Regions from separate parts of the Sus scrofa genome. Here region 1 is linked to region 2. A link is a contact called in public HiChIP or PLAC-seq data. All regions are on one chromosome and are shown on one strand. The core of a region is the stretch at or near the end of the contact, and the rest is flanking DNA. Distances in the headings are between cores, read along the strand shown. Region 1 holds the start of RAP2B (RAP2B, member of RAS oncogene family). Region 2 holds the start of P2RY1 (P2Y purinoceptor 1).

Evidence for each region. HiChIP or PLAC-seq counts read pairs in DNA pulled down with a chosen protein or histone mark.
Region 1: a contact with region 2 is called in an H3K27ac HiChIP or PLAC-seq map of alveolar macrophages. The contact joins the promoter of RAP2B here to the promoter of P2RY1 in region 2. A contact is called at or near these places in 1 of 47 Hi-C or Micro-C datasets (heart right ventricle) and 1 of 2 datasets of contacts at active chromatin or transcription factors (alveolar macrophages).

What each region holds. Positions count from the first base shown.
Region 1 is chr13:93,306,581-93,310,623 of Sscrofa11.1, reverse strand. It overlaps RAP2B (RAP2B, member of RAS oncogene family), which reads right to left and starts at 2,512. Exons shown (of 1, transcript NM_001123185.1): 1 at 1,961-2,512. The coding sequence starts at 2,512. The coding sequence ends at 1,961.
Region 2 is chr13:92,989,525-92,993,606 of Sscrofa11.1, reverse strand. It overlaps P2RY1 (P2Y purinoceptor 1), which reads right to left and starts at 2,457. Exons shown (of 2, transcript XM_005669935.3): 1 at 430-2,457. The coding sequence starts at 1,569. The coding sequence ends at 454.

The sequences.
Region 1 (4,043 bases), core at 1,263-3,762, 320 kb before region 2:
GGTATGACTTCAGAACTGAAAACCATCTTCCTCAAACGTACTTTCAACTGGATAGGTGATGTAATTTCAACAACACAAAACAAACAGAAGACAAAAGATAGAAATAGGAAAAGGAAAATTAAAAGCACTAGCCTATCTGGCCAGATGCCTGGTTACTTTCCCAGATCTAAGGCAGTTTTAACAGTTGGTTTCTCCCCTTCCCTACCTAATGTGAGATAAACTGCTCCAAGTCAGCAGAACAGATTCAATATCCTGTAGTCAACGTATGGCCATACCTGACACCGCAAGACTTCCTAGACCTCGACGATTTTTTCCATATTTAAGGAGTTGGGAGGAGTGTCACTCAACTTGTCACTGAGACACACCTCTCTTCAGAATTTGGCAAACCACTCTTGGGGGCTTCATGCACCTTCCCCCTGTCCACCTCAGCCACAGTACTGTTTAAATAACTGAATATGAAACACAGAAACACAAACAAATTTTTGGATTTCTTTAAAAATGACATTTGTATTAAAAATCTTAAAATGAAGAGACAATGATTAAACACATGTCTGGAATTAAAAATTACAAGTTGTTAGAATTCTCTTGGTACATCACAACAGCAAAATTCTGCTCTTTGCTTCTGGAGGAACACCCTATAACAGAAAACCAAAAATTTTAAAAAATGATACAAAAGGGGAGCTAAATACCTGAACACTGGAACAAAATGAAGCAAAAAAAAAAAAAAAAAAAAAGAAAGAAAGAAAAAAAGAAAAAAGAAACCCATTGCAAAATAAGTGAATTACATCTTAAAAGCTGGAAATAATAAAGAAATTCACCGAACAACAGGCCCTATTGTCCTGATTCCTTCAGGAAGATTACTGAAAGGAAATGGGGAAGTGGTTTGAGGGGATCTGGTGGGAAATTCACAGGTTGGCACCGGCTGGAACAGCTGAGTTTTGAAGGCACTCTGCAGACACAGGGGTGCTGGGGGCCCTGAATCACATTTGTGAAGTCTTTGTACTGTGTTTTAAAGAGCTAGTCATCAAAACCTGTTACTGCCAACCAATAAGAACAAAAAGCTAAATCTAAAAACACACACACACACAACAGTACACACAAAAATGTGCAGATCTGTAACATTTTTTTTCACAGCTGATAAAAAAAAATACTACCGTTCTCCCCCAGACTCCCCTTTGATACAGTAGGTAAACAAAAATAGATTTTTTTTTTCCACAAATATCAGCAGACACATTCTGGCACCCCACACTGTATTGGCATCAGTGTTAACAGTCCCAGTTCAGATGTGCAATACTTCAGATTGGATACACTGTAACAAGAATCCAACTTTGCATAGACATCCTCAGAATCATAATCAGTCACGGGGTTGCCCTTCCAAGCTGGCAGAAAAGGAACCCGATCTTAATTTCCAGCTACTCCTGGAAAACGAGGAAAAAAAACAAAAGTTTTTTCCTCTCCTCCTGCTCCTTCATTTGGTTCTCCCGGACTTCCTTCCGAGTATTTAAAACTTGGAACGAGAAAAACGGTTTTGGACAGAAAAACAAAAACAAAAAACTCCCCCTTTCCAACCTTCTCCCCGTCCTCTTCCTCCCCCACCCCATTTTTTTTTTTTTTTTTTTCTCCAGGCTGAAACTTTCGCTTGCCGGTGTCAAGCTGCCAATACAGCGCCCCAACGGCTGCGTCAATGGGGAAATAACGCGTCAACCAAAATCAATGAGAAACGTACATGCCGCAAAGAGCCACATTTCCATCGGGTCTCGGATGGTCAGAACGGCACACCCCCTCGGACACGGGGCAGAGGCAGGGGACATGGCCACGGGGGCCAGCCGGGCTCCCGGGACACCCCGGCCGATGCAAAGTCGTCTCCAATCTCAAAGCAAGAAGAGAAATCACATTTAGAGTCGGGTGCGTTTGGCTTTTGTGCGCAGAGCTCGGCCGGCGCGCGGCAGCCGCGGGCGCCTCAGAGGATCACGCAGGCCGAGCAGCAGCCCTCGTCTCCGTTGGGCTGCGCCGCGTAGTTCATCTGCCGCACGATCTCGGCAAACAGCTCGTCCACCGAGGCTTTGTTTTTGGCCGATGTCTCCATGAAGGGGCAGCTCCACTCCTCGGCCAGGGCCTTGCCCTCGCCGTAAGAGACCTCGCGCTCGCCCTCCAAGTCCACCTTGTTGCCCACCAGGATCATGGGCACTCTCTCGTACCGCTTTACGCGGATGATCTGGTCCCGCATAGGCTTGATGTCCTGGAAGCTCTGCTGGTTAACGAGGCTGTAGACGAGGATGAAACCCTGGCCGTTCTTGATGTACAGGTCCCGCATGGACGCGAACTGCTCCGTGCCGGCCGTGTCCAGGATCTCCAGCACGGACGGCGACGAGTCCACCTCGATCTCCTTGCGGTAGAAGTCCTCGATGGTGGGGTCGTACTTCTCGATGAAGGAGCCGGTCACGAACTGCACGGTGAGCGCGGACTTGCCCACGCCGCCCGAGCCTAGCACCACCACTTTGTACTCTCTCATGGCTCCGTCGGCGCTCGCCCGTCGGGGCTGCGCGCCGTAGTAAGGCTGGGCTTGGCGGCTGGACTTCTACCCTTCCTCAGCTCCGCAGGAAAAACTCAGGAGCGAAATGGCCGAGGAGCGCAGAGCGCGGAAATCACCGAGCGGGGGCCGGGCGCCGGGCCGGCCGGCAGCGGCAGCGCGTCCCTGGGGCGCAGGTCCGGGGCCCCGCAGCAGCCCGCGGCGGCAGCGGCAGCGGCAGCCTGGGCGGCGGAACCGGAGGACAATGCCGGCAGCCTGTGCAAAGCGAAGGCTGCAGCTTCTCGTCGCGGCAGCCCAGAAGGGCGAGGAGGCGGCGGAGGTAGCGGGCTGCGGAGGCGGCAGCTAATTGCGCGTCGGGCCGGGACGCGCGTGGCATGAGTCCCCGCAGAGCGTGCGCCCACCGCCGCGGCCCATGGAGCTCTCTTCCTCAGCCTCCGCGGGGCGAGGGCTTCCTACTCGCCGCGCGCAGCCCGGCCCTCCCCGCCCGGACGAGCATGCCCAGTGCGCCGCCGCCGGCCGCTCCCGCCGGATCCGCTGCTCCTGGTTTTCCAGGGAGCCGGGCGGAGGCGGGGTTGTGGGTGGGGCTCGCGATTTGAGTCGGGACTAGCGGATTCGCCGGAGGCTCTGGTCTCCCAGCAAGAGGACAAATGTGCCGGGATGTGTAGGTGTTTGTGGCGGGCTGGGAGAGCTCCAGTGGGAGGTTGGAGGCAGCCTTCTTTCGCCGCTCTGGGTTCATACATAGGGGCTCAGGCTCTTCGAGAAGCGAGTGGGTGCGGCAGCCACCCCCTCACTCCTCCCTGGGAATAGGGAGGATTGGGCTCTTGCCTCGCATCATTCAGAGCCCGTAGATCCCACTTCCCAGACCCCCGGAGGGTGTGTCTCCCGGGATTGAGACCCAAAGGACGTTTGGGTGTTTGGCGGGAAGACCATCTTCCCCTACCCAAGGCGCAGCTCTTTCTACCCGACCTTCTCTGGCCTACTCTCCCGCACTTTCATCTCTGGGACAAAGAAAACGGGAATGCTGGGTCTGAAACCCTGTTGCGACTAGGGAAAGGGCTGCCTCTACTAACCAGAGCTGTCTTCGGGCTAGGGTTCCGCGGGCCACCCCGCCCCCCCACTCGCCCCCTCCCCCGCCCCAGTCAGCTGGGGCCAAAATCTGGAGAGCGGATTACAGTCCTATCCAAAGCGGCGGTGGCGCCCGCAGCTAGTCAGGGCATGCTCAGTGCACAGAGCAGGTTTGGGGGCTTGGAAGTAGGAAGCTTGTGCACCACACACCCACACTCTAGCTCAAATTACCTCTCCCAGACTCTGGACCCATTGGTCCCGGGGCGCAAATCTCACACCCTCAAATGCTCTCCCATTGGCTACTGCCAAGATCTTATCAGTTTGGGCTGCTTCATTGGCTAAAAAGTAGACTCCGCTCGTGATTGGTTATTTATAGAGATTGAGTTGAGAGGCGGAGGCACAGCTGTTCTTTCTCTGCTGCTCCCCGCCCCCTTCCTCCCACTTCCCC
Region 2 (4,082 bases), core at 1,208-3,707:
GTTTAGGATTTGGCTGTACTTCTCTAATTTGAGGATGTGAAGTTTCAATTTGTTCTTACCTCGGATTATTAAAAACAATAAAGGCCAGACAAATCACAAATTTAAGTTTCAGGTGGTCAGTTTTCTTGGAGAAACTATTAATATCCAGATAGCTCCAGCACTCATGTACACTTTGAACAGAAGAGCTTGAAAATATTAAAGGCAGAAGAGAAAGTAAATATTTAAGTAGGATAGTATCATTTTATTTTACATACTTCTGGTTAGAAAGGAAGTCCTTGAAAGCAAACCCAAGCAAGCCAACTGTGGGTGTAGGCATCTCCACTTGTATTTTTTTTTTTTTTAACTCACTACATTCTTGGTTTTAATTTTCTCTAAACATACTAGAAATTTAAAACGGAAACAAGCATTTGGCTCTGTTAAGCATCCTACCATGTTATAAAATGTTTGGCATCTTCACAAGCTTGTATCTCCATTCTGCTTGAATTCCGATAGAATATTGAGGGTCATGTCTTCACTCTTGGACTGCAGATTTGCCTCACTTCTTCTGGAAGCTTTCCTGGTGGCTCGGGAGAGTCTCCTTCTGAAAGTATCTCCTGCCAAGAAATAGAGAATGGGGTCCACACAGCTATTGAGACTTGCTAGACCTCTTGTCACCTGATAAGTGGCATAAACCCTGTCATTGAAAACACACATTTCTGGGGTCTGAAAATCCAGCCGGGCCCTCAAATTCATTGTTTTCATCACGTGGAAAGGGATGTAAGACACGGCAAAAACAGTCAGTACAATAATCACTAGGTAAATGGATTTCCTCCTCAGAGGTGAGTTGTCCAGGTCTTTATAAATCAAAGCTCTCACAATTAATCCGTAACAGCCCAAAATCAGCACCAAGGGGACACAGAACATGGCCACGGTCGTGCACATGCTGTAGATGAAATAACTTCGCAGGTACTCATCTGAGGTGGTGTCATAGCAGGTGATGGTTTTGTTTTTTCGGATCCCAGTGCCCGAGTAGAAGAGGATGGGGGAGATCGCCACCACGACGATGAGCCACACCAGCACGCTGATGTAGACCGCATTCTTCTTCTTGAGCCTGCCCAGGGACTTGAGAGGGTACACCACACCGCTGTACCGGTGCGCACTGATGCAAGTCAGGAACAAGATGCTGCCATAGAGGTTCACGTGGAAGATGAATCGTTGTAGCTTGCACATGGCATCCCCGAAGATCCAGTCGGTCTTATTGAAGTAGTAGAAGATGAGAGCCGGCAGAGTCAGGACGTACAAAAAGTCAGCGAGGGCCAAGTTGAACATGTACACGGAGATGCCGCTCCAGGGCTTCATGTGGAAGACAAACATCCAGATGGCCACGCTGTTGCCCAGGAAGCCGATAATGAATACCAAGATGTAGACAGCCGGCAGATAGTAGAATTGGAAGCCTGTCTTGGTAAGCGCGCATTTGAACGGGACGGCGGCGGTGGAGGCAGCTGTGCTGTTCCCCCAGGGCGGGCCCAGGCCGGCCAGGAAGGCAGCGTCCGTCCCGTTGGGGACCGCCTGCCACAGCACCTCGGTCATTCTGTCCTTCCCGACTTAGGCGGCAGCTCCAAGCGGCAAGCGGCGGCGAGAGGGCGGCGGCTGCGAGGGGCGCAGAGAGCATCGGAAAGGCGGGAGAGCGGACAAGAGCAGGCGCCCGGGATCCCTGCAGGAGAGGGCGCGCGGGGGCTCGCCCACGCCGGTTCCGGCCCCGCGTTCTTCGCGGGCCATGAATCCGTCCCGATCTATGACCGAACTGGACTGGCCGAAGAACCAGCAACTTCCCCGTCCGGCTGGCAGCGTCGAGGTTACACAACAGGGAGCGTAGGACACCGCCGCCAACAACTTTCCCTCTGAGCTTTCCCGAGGGGCCGCAGGTTCGCGCCGGAGAGCGCGCCGGGGGCTCAGCGAGGTCCGGCGAAACTGGTTGCGCTGCGCTCCGGTGCGGGGAGGGCGCGCCCCAGCCTCCTTCCCCCAGATATCAACTTCGTTTGGGCATCTTCCTTCTCCCTACCTTGCATGCCAGTACTTCGGCTCTGGGGCCCGTGCCACTGCCTCCGTGCCTCTCTGCGCTCAGCCTCTGGGAGCCATTTGGAGCGCTCGTGGCCGCAGACTCGTGCGCTTCTGTATCGTCTCCGGTTCGCCGTCTGTGTGAGCTCGCAGGCCCTTCTAGAGCCTCGCTCTGTCCCGAGTGCTGGCGGCTGGAGGGCGAACCGGCTCCCCGCAAGGATGGGCGGAGTTTGGCCACCCGAGCGAGACCGCGCTCCGCGGGGAGGCGAGGGGCGTGCCTCCGCCGAGCCCGCCCGCTGCCCGCCAGCGCTCTTCCTGGCGTTTTCCCGCAGCCAGAGGCGTCTTCTGGGGAGCCACTGTTCACCGTCCGGCGTGCTCAGCTTCTGCCCTTTCGCCACTACTCGAGTCGGTGGCGAGGGCGAGGGCGAGGGCGTGGGGTGCGCTCGGTCAGGGTAAGGGTTGACTGCTAGGGAGCGATTGGCCCGCGAGCGCTCCTGGGCTGTTCCGCCAGCTATCTAGGCAAAATGAAGTTGCTGACACACAGGAAACCCCTTTGACGACTCAGAGCCTTCTGCCGCAACCCTAGAGCCAATGAGACTGAATTCTCTAGGGCCCTCAAGAACCACGCCAGGTGTTTGCAGGTCCCAAGCAGCCAGCAGTCCCCAGCTGGGAGCGCCCTGGCGCTGCATTGCTCCGCACTTCTCGGAGACCAGATTCCTGGCACTTGCAGGAAACTGCTACTCCCAGAAAGCATTCAAAACAAGGAGGGTGGGTGGGGAGGGAGATGAGGAGAATCTCTTTCTGCCCTTCTAGTCTACTTCTTTTTTCTTTTTACTTTAATAACCGAATGCTAATAAACCGACGTCATTGGTAATATCTACGTGAGAATTTCTTGCTTCAGCACATTTCAGCCTCTTACCACCTACCAACAATGCAGGATCCCCAACTCCTCCTGTCCAGTAGTACATTTAATTAAAGAGCAGAGACTGCAATGAAAAATAATTTAAAATATATTGTTCTAGACTAGAAATAATTTGAATTTTAAATACAACTTTATATAGAAGTATGTAAAGACAGTTTCTGGTAAGTACCCTAACAATATTGATTGGGACCTCCGTGAATACTGCCACATTTTTATTGAAAAACTCATTTTCATGAATATCAAATTTTTAAGCAGTGTACTTCAGAATCGTAGTTGAGTAAGTTTGATTGGAAAATAAATGAATTATTAGCTGTTGAGAGAAATATTTAGATATACCCATACAGGGATGGAATCTAGCAATCTTTGACAATTTACTAATTAACAATGTGTTTTATGTGAAACATTTATAGTGGCTTTTGTCTTTGAAGAAAAAAACAAATCCAAAAAGAAAATATCTGTAAAATATATACTGTAAGATTTCTCTCTGCTCCCAGGTGTTACATGATAGTGTTCTCTTAAAAAATATTCAGAGGAATACCACAAACTCCTGACTTTGATACCACAAAAGAAAATTCCCTACAAGACCCAGACAGTTCTTTAGAAGGACACATGTAGAAAGAATCATATCCAAACACAAGCCATCGTGAGAACACTGGTATTTTGAACTGTGGTCAATTGAATAGCATGGAAATAAATGATAAAACTCGAGTAAATAACTCAAGGGCATGAATGTTGTTTTGAAACAGTCTGAATTGATGATGAACAGGCTTCAGCTTTCTCATCTATAAAATAAGGAAGTCAGATTTGACTTTTTTTCCATTCGTACATAATTCTATAATTCTCAGCCTTAACGTGAAACATTTTCATATTGTTTGATTAGGATGGTACCGAGTGGAATGATTTTCTCTTGAGAGAGAGAGAAGGAAGCAGAGAAAAGCTTTAAGAGTTCCCTTGGTGCTTAATAGGTCCTAATTCCTCACTCCTTTGTGTTGTTCATTTGCAGCATGAGCAATATATAATCTCATTCAGAAGTCTGCTGCAAATGCATTAACTCACTATGTGAATGTTTTGAAATGTACATTTAGTCCAAATGCCATTAAGTACTTTCAGAAAACTTGACACT